Regions from separate parts of the Anas platyrhynchos genome. Here region 1 is linked to region 2. Evidence: chromatin contacts called from public Hi-C data. All regions are on one chromosome and are shown on one strand. Each heading gives the region's core, a stretch centred on a gene start, on an enhancer-like site or on the middle of the called end of the contact. The rest is flanking DNA. Distances are from core to core; before and after follow the strand shown.

Evidence for each region. A called contact is a pair of places that touch in the nucleus more often than the background predicts.
Region 1: a Hi-C map of liver shows a contact between it and region 2, with 1.6 times the contacts expected there. The contact joins two enhancer-like sites.

What each region holds. Positions count from the first base shown.
Region 1 is chr4:9,160,452-9,163,540 of IASCAAS_PekinDuck_T2T, reverse strand. It overlaps PPA2 (inorganic pyrophosphatase 2), which reads right to left. Exons shown (of 12, transcript XM_072036944.1): 8 at 2,430-2,557; 9 at 544-629. Among named protein-coding and RNA genes, the nearest start is that of PPA2, 27 kb to the right of the region's middle. Within about 2 kb of position 1,265, at least 4 of the 8 cell types and tissues checked have an H3K27ac peak or open chromatin away from gene starts, as enhancers often do.
Region 2 is chr4:9,112,200-9,115,288 of IASCAAS_PekinDuck_T2T, reverse strand. ARHGEF38 (Rho guanine nucleotide exchange factor 38) reads left to right here. Exons shown (of 14, transcript XM_005027895.6): 3 at 423-546. Among named protein-coding and RNA genes, the nearest start is that of ARHGEF38, 15 kb to the left of the region's middle. Within about 2 kb of position 1,713, at least 3 of the 8 cell types and tissues checked have an H3K27ac peak or open chromatin away from gene starts, as enhancers often do.

The DNA of each region.
Region 1 (3,089 bases), core at 16-2,515, 49 kb before region 2:
CCCCACAGCCTTCGCCCTCTGGTTTAGCCGATGGCGATCCACATCCCTTGGAAAGCACCATGCAGATTCCTGCCCACTCTTCAGGGCCTCTGATGCCAGAAATGCTGATGCAAGCCCCTTCATGAAGCCCACTTTCATGTAGATGAGGCCAAAAGCTCGTAATGAGCACCGATGTGGCATTCCCGAAAACAATTAAATCACAGTGACAAGGTTTGCACTGGATTCTGAGATACCCCCCAAATAGTACCAAACATTCTGGGGCCATTACTAGGAAGTTTAAGTCTGGGGCCATTACTAGGAAGTTTAAGTAATCGGTGTCACTTTTATATAACCAATATATTTTCTGAACTGCTTACCAGTATATCATCATCATACAAGGTATAATTACTCAGTGACACTCAATTATTAATTAATTATCAATTAAACACATGAGTATTCCTGTTACCTCAAAGTAAAACCAAAGCAGCTCATGCACAGCTGCCACGTGTTGAATACCAACAGTCTAGCACAATACAAAGAGGAAAGATGTGCCTGGATACTCACCATTTAATGGTGCCTCCATCAGCTTTTTTATGAAGCAAAGCTTTCCAGTATTCATGAGTGGATTTAATAATTTCAACAGCAAAATCCTAGTTTACATCAAGGAAAAAAAATATGATTTAAAAGGTTATTAAACAGAAAAAAAGACAGACCTAGTTTATTAACACATGCTGTTTCATGTGTTACTTTAAGGTGCCTCCTTCGAGGCCTCATTAAATTTCTGGAAAATCTAACACTTTTTTTTTTTTATGAAAAGAAACGAACTTCACTATCTGTCAAACACACTGGCAACACATTCAGGACTTTTCCTCAGTGTGCAGCCAGAAAACAGGAAGCCTGCATGAAAAAATGAAGCCAGCACTCGACGCTAAACAGACACCTACAGCTGTAGAAAACTGTACCACGTCTGAAATGGGACAAAGTGTGTGAGCTGTGCTCTTCTGTTACATGTGCACATCAGGGTCAGAGTTAAGGTTTCCCCTCTAGTGGCAAAATCTGCATTTACTTCATTAGTTGCCCAATCATATACTTAAGCATTCACAACAACATAACATGTCAGCTGCTTAATAGCTTTTGCTTCCTTAAAAACAAAAGTAATGGGGGGACAACAACAAAAAAGCTTGAAAAAATAAAAATAAAAAAGAGCCCTCAGTGTCCAGATGATGATATCTAGACTGCCTTGCAAAAAGCTGCCAGCAGAACACTCACATTTCCTAACAAGGAGTGACTTGGCAAAGTGCCCCTGGAACATTGTGAACTTCACCAGAGCTGCTGGAGCACAGCCACAGCCGCCTCACCACATCCTGGGTCTCCAGAAACACTTGGGAATTATTCAAGTGCTCCCAACCAGCTATGTCGGGGCATTTAGCGCCTCAAGCCTGAATGGGATATACCCTGTTAAAGCTGTCACTACAGCAGAATTACAGAGCAGGAAAATTTGAAAGAGTAGTTCCTGGGAGAACAAGGGAGAGATCAGGTTAGCCATCCTTAGAGCTTTGTGTTTGATTGATTTAAAAGACAGCTTTAGTGCAGAGGGGAGTCGGGGCATCTCTTTAACCAGACAAAACATGCAAAGTTGTCTGTGCTGGTTAGAAGGCATTTTACAACTTTGATAGCACGCTGCAAGCTGAACTAGCTGACACATGAACATCATTCATTAGGAACCTGTGATTCTTCGCCAAAAAAAAAAAAAAAGCCTACAGTGTACAATACATGATTTGCAAAGCATTTTGACACGGATCACACACAATTTCCTCTGGAAAAATCCTGACATTTTCCTCAGCAAGGTCTATCCCCAGGCCCACTTTCAAACACTGGCCATTTTTCCTGTAGGATGTTTAAAAAGCCATTCATTTTTTCTAAAAAAAAAAAGGTTAAAATATGTTTTAGCCTTCAAGCCAAAAGCAGCTCAAGCGGTCTTAAACAGAATTACCAGGAAAAACTATACCTTGAACAAATACCAAGTATGAAAAGATCTGCAGCCTATTGTCTATCTTGAACTGCATAGCCTTGAAAAACGTCCAGAAAATTTATCAATCAAGACTCAAAAAAAGTATCTGAAAAGACTATCTGTTCATTCCTCTGACAGGAAGAATGAAAATGCTGTGACAAGCACTACAAACCTACAGATGCACATGGAAGTCTTGTCAGGACTGGGGCTGCATGTTTGTTTGTTTTTTACTGACTTTAATACCATATGTATTTTCCCTGATAAAGTGAAAGATAGCACACATCATTTATTCCTATCCGAACACGTTGTATTAAAAGATGCTTCATTTAAAAATTCTTTTTGTTCAAGGTTCTCCTCCTTTCCAGATCCAAGAACCCTACAATGTATCAAAGAGGCCATAGGACAGAAAGACACGTCTTTAATTTTGAATTATCTTCACCTTGCCTTTAAATTCTCCATTGAATGCAAACCCATTTTCTGGTTTACCATCAGGAACTTTATATAACCGGAACCACTCGATCGTAGCCTCAAGGTAACCCGGCTTGTGCTTCCTGACATCATCAATATCTGCAGGTTTGAAAAAACAAAACAACAACAAAAAGGTCATTTTTACTCTCAGTTTCTGTGACATTAATTTTTCAAAGTCTCATAAAGGGTTTGCAAGCAATTTAGTTTCACTGAGTACTTTCAAAGTCATTGGGGAACTCCACTTTATTACATTAGCTGCCCATAGCTGATATTTTATGATTTTACCACCACACTAACCAGGTAAACCAGTTGCCTCCTGCTCTTCATTAATTAAAACCCAAAGGGACAATGAATAAAAGGGCCATAGTTATGGCAGGAAAAGGAAGAAAGTTCCATATTTATAGACTTTCATCTCAATAGCTACCTCTTGCAATACTTAAGATTATTTCATAAGATTTTTTTTTCCCCAGCTGCTGTAGGGTCTACAGGCATTTTTTGATAATGGAAGAACAGCAGAGAAAAACAATTTCAACACACGTATTTTAAACCAGTATCTCAAAACTAAATACAGGCTCAACTTCTCAAAGTTGTATTAAAGGCATACCTCTGCTCTTTAATTCCAAATTCAGCC
Region 2 (3,089 bases), core at 464-2,963:
GTTTATGTAGCAGCCTCTGCTAGCAACTAGAAATCAGGGAATCAAAACCACTGTCAACTATTCTTCTTCTCAATGGGAAAATAAACAAACATTTTAAAGGCTGCTAAAGATTTTTCCTCTATTCAGATGATAATGTTTATTTCCTTCCTAGGTAAACACTTTCAGATTAGGAACGAATAGTTCAAAATAAGGTTAAAAATACTTGATAAAATGCCCTTTGTTAACTGCGTCAACCCATTTATACTAATCTGAAAACTGTATATGTATCCTTGAAGTCACAAGGAGGATGTTTATATGAGGTTTTACAGAAGCGATGCTTCCTGGAGTGTTGAACACACAGGGCTTAGCAAGAGAAGGTCTGTAAAATACAATGTCCTTCTTTATCCTTCCTTAGTAGCTGCTTAATATTTGTATTCCATTAGATTGTTCACTTTGACGTGGATGGCTTGTTTAGCAACATTGAATCGGTCCATCAAATATCAGCCAAACTGCTGTCACTGTTGGAAGAAGCCACGACAGATGTGGAACCACCCATGCAAGTAATCGGTATGTTTACTGTCCTCTTGAGTTCTACAAAGCCACGTGAAAGAATAAACATAACACTCTCCTGTCCTCTACCCTCATCAGACCTAACTAGTACTGCTCCCAGAGGCTAACTTGCTACAAGCTGTCCACGGTAATGCAGGCAAAAGGAAATGTGAAGCCTGTCCAGTGGCTCTGCTGGGCTCGTAACAGGCCTGGTCATGGTGCCCTCATTCCATCCTTCCAGATGTTGACGGGAAGAAAGGCTGGAGAGAGTGAGTTTAGAATGAGTAAATACCACAACACTGAGTTATGCTATATATTGATAACTTAATTTTCATCTAGTTTAGTGTTACCTACCTAACTGCTCATGCTCAGACCAACTCTTATATTGCATGCTCATACTGGTACCACTTGAGAAAAGCATTAAAATTGATTGGAATAATAAATACATAAAAAAACCCATACATTGTAAGCATATTTACTGGCAATATAATTCACGTAAGAGGTGATTAAGTGCAATTAACAGGGACATGGTCAGTGAAAGAAAGAAAGCTGTAATTGATACAGAGCTTGTGGGAATCTGTTTAGGAATGCTTGTAGGGATCATAGGTATTTTTAGCAAATGGATTGTCCTTGGATATATCACAGCAATCATGTGTCCTGCAGCTCAGGTCACGACTGTTATGGCTATGATCTATTCACTTGACCTTCTGGCACAGCTGGAAAAAAACAAGAAGTTTCCATTCATCAGCTCTTCTGTAACTGCTTATTCAGTGCAGAGGCAGTAGGTGATCCAGCTTACGGGATCAGGTGAGAAATCTTAATTAGTTTCAGTGCAAAGTCAGCCAGTTTAGCTTAAAAAAACTTTCAGCTATGATTCAGAGGTTCTCTTTTCCCTAAACTGACCACACACCACAGGTAATGTGTTACAGAAAGAACCCATCTTCTCACAACTTAAGGGTCCCTTCCAACTCAGGATATTCTATGATTCTATGATTCTATGAACTAATGGGGTAAAAACTTATTGGTTGACATTTGACTGGGAAACGTGGTATTAAAGCATACGAGGCTTGGGAAAAGTATTAATCCTAGTATGTCTCAATCTGGTTTGCCAAGGCAACAGCTTAACGTAGTTTGATGAGACTGTGTTGTTTGGCAGGATTTCAATAAAAGTGCATCATGATGAGTCATAGCCTTAATAAGCAATGTTCTATTCTAGCAGGAAGTGGCTTTCTCACAGCAAGGAGAATCATCCGTTTAGTTCTCTGCCATATCCAGAAGTAAAGACAAACAATTTCATCCATCTCTTAGGGTGTACTTCTCCAGAATCAGACAAAGAAACGTGAAAATATATGGGATTTTGGATCAGAGGGTTGACTTAATTATGGCAGGGAAAAAGATGGAATGTAAGGTGAAAGCACTTCTTGCAAAGGCTGAGAGAAAAGCAGGGAGGGTAATTGCATCACTATAAGCAATAAGTCAGTAAGTTTGCCATCCTTTAGAAGCAGAACAGATGATAATTGTGTCTTGAGGATCCTCATAATCAGTGTAAAAGTTGTTAAAGCCAGTCTGTGGAAAAAACAGGATGAGAATCTCTTTAGCACACCCATTATGTTCTATCATGTTTATGGTATTTAAAGATCCTCCATCAAAACATCTTCCTTTGGAAGGCAACCCAGTCACAGTGAGGTTGAAGAGAACTGCTGTTTCCCTGGTTTGGAACTAAAACAATGCAGTTGCTTATATTTATGTCTTTTGATGACAGATTTGGATCTGTCAGAGTGCACAAAAGACTCAGTATTTTCAAACCTGTGCCCAAATATGTATTTCTGGCCCCTAAATCAAGCTTCTACAGTGATACGCTCAAAGATCAACTGATTCAATCCATACAACTCAAAACCAAGAAGAGCTTTAAGCTTAGGAACCTTAGCTGCTTTTAAAAGATCCCATCCATGAAATCAGCACATCATTTTTTTTCTCATCATTTAGCATCAACGAAAATACCTGTCATTATGGCGCAGTACGTCAATGAACAGATCTTGGTCATTTCTGTTTTGGAAGACAGAATGATCATTTCCAGGCTCTAATATATGCTGAAGGGAACTGTAAGTCTCTAGTTTGCATTTTTGCTACAGAAAACATGACCTCTCTTGAGAGCTTAGCATTATTACAGGCTGTGCTAAGCACTTGGAGCTCTGCTTAAAGTTAGTGAAAAGTGTGAGAGCTCAGCATCTCTGTAAAGCAGGCACCGAGGGTGCAGAATCAGGAGAGAGCTTGTTAAGGTTTCCCCTCACACTGCCAGCTAGTAAAGGCCGGTGTGGAGAGTTCACGGGAATGTCAGGAGGCAACGTGTCTTGCCAGCCATCAGCATCAGCATTTAACACGAGACAGAGAAAATAGGGATGACAGCACCTGAAGAAGATCCAAGTAGAGGATGCTGCTGCTTTTCTGACGGTGGCCTTACAGTAACTAAAATGAACTTCTGTGGTCTTAACTCAGTCATTGTTGTTCCCTTGTTCGCACCTTGAAACCAACATGCATTAGACAGCCCAGTTAACCTTCAC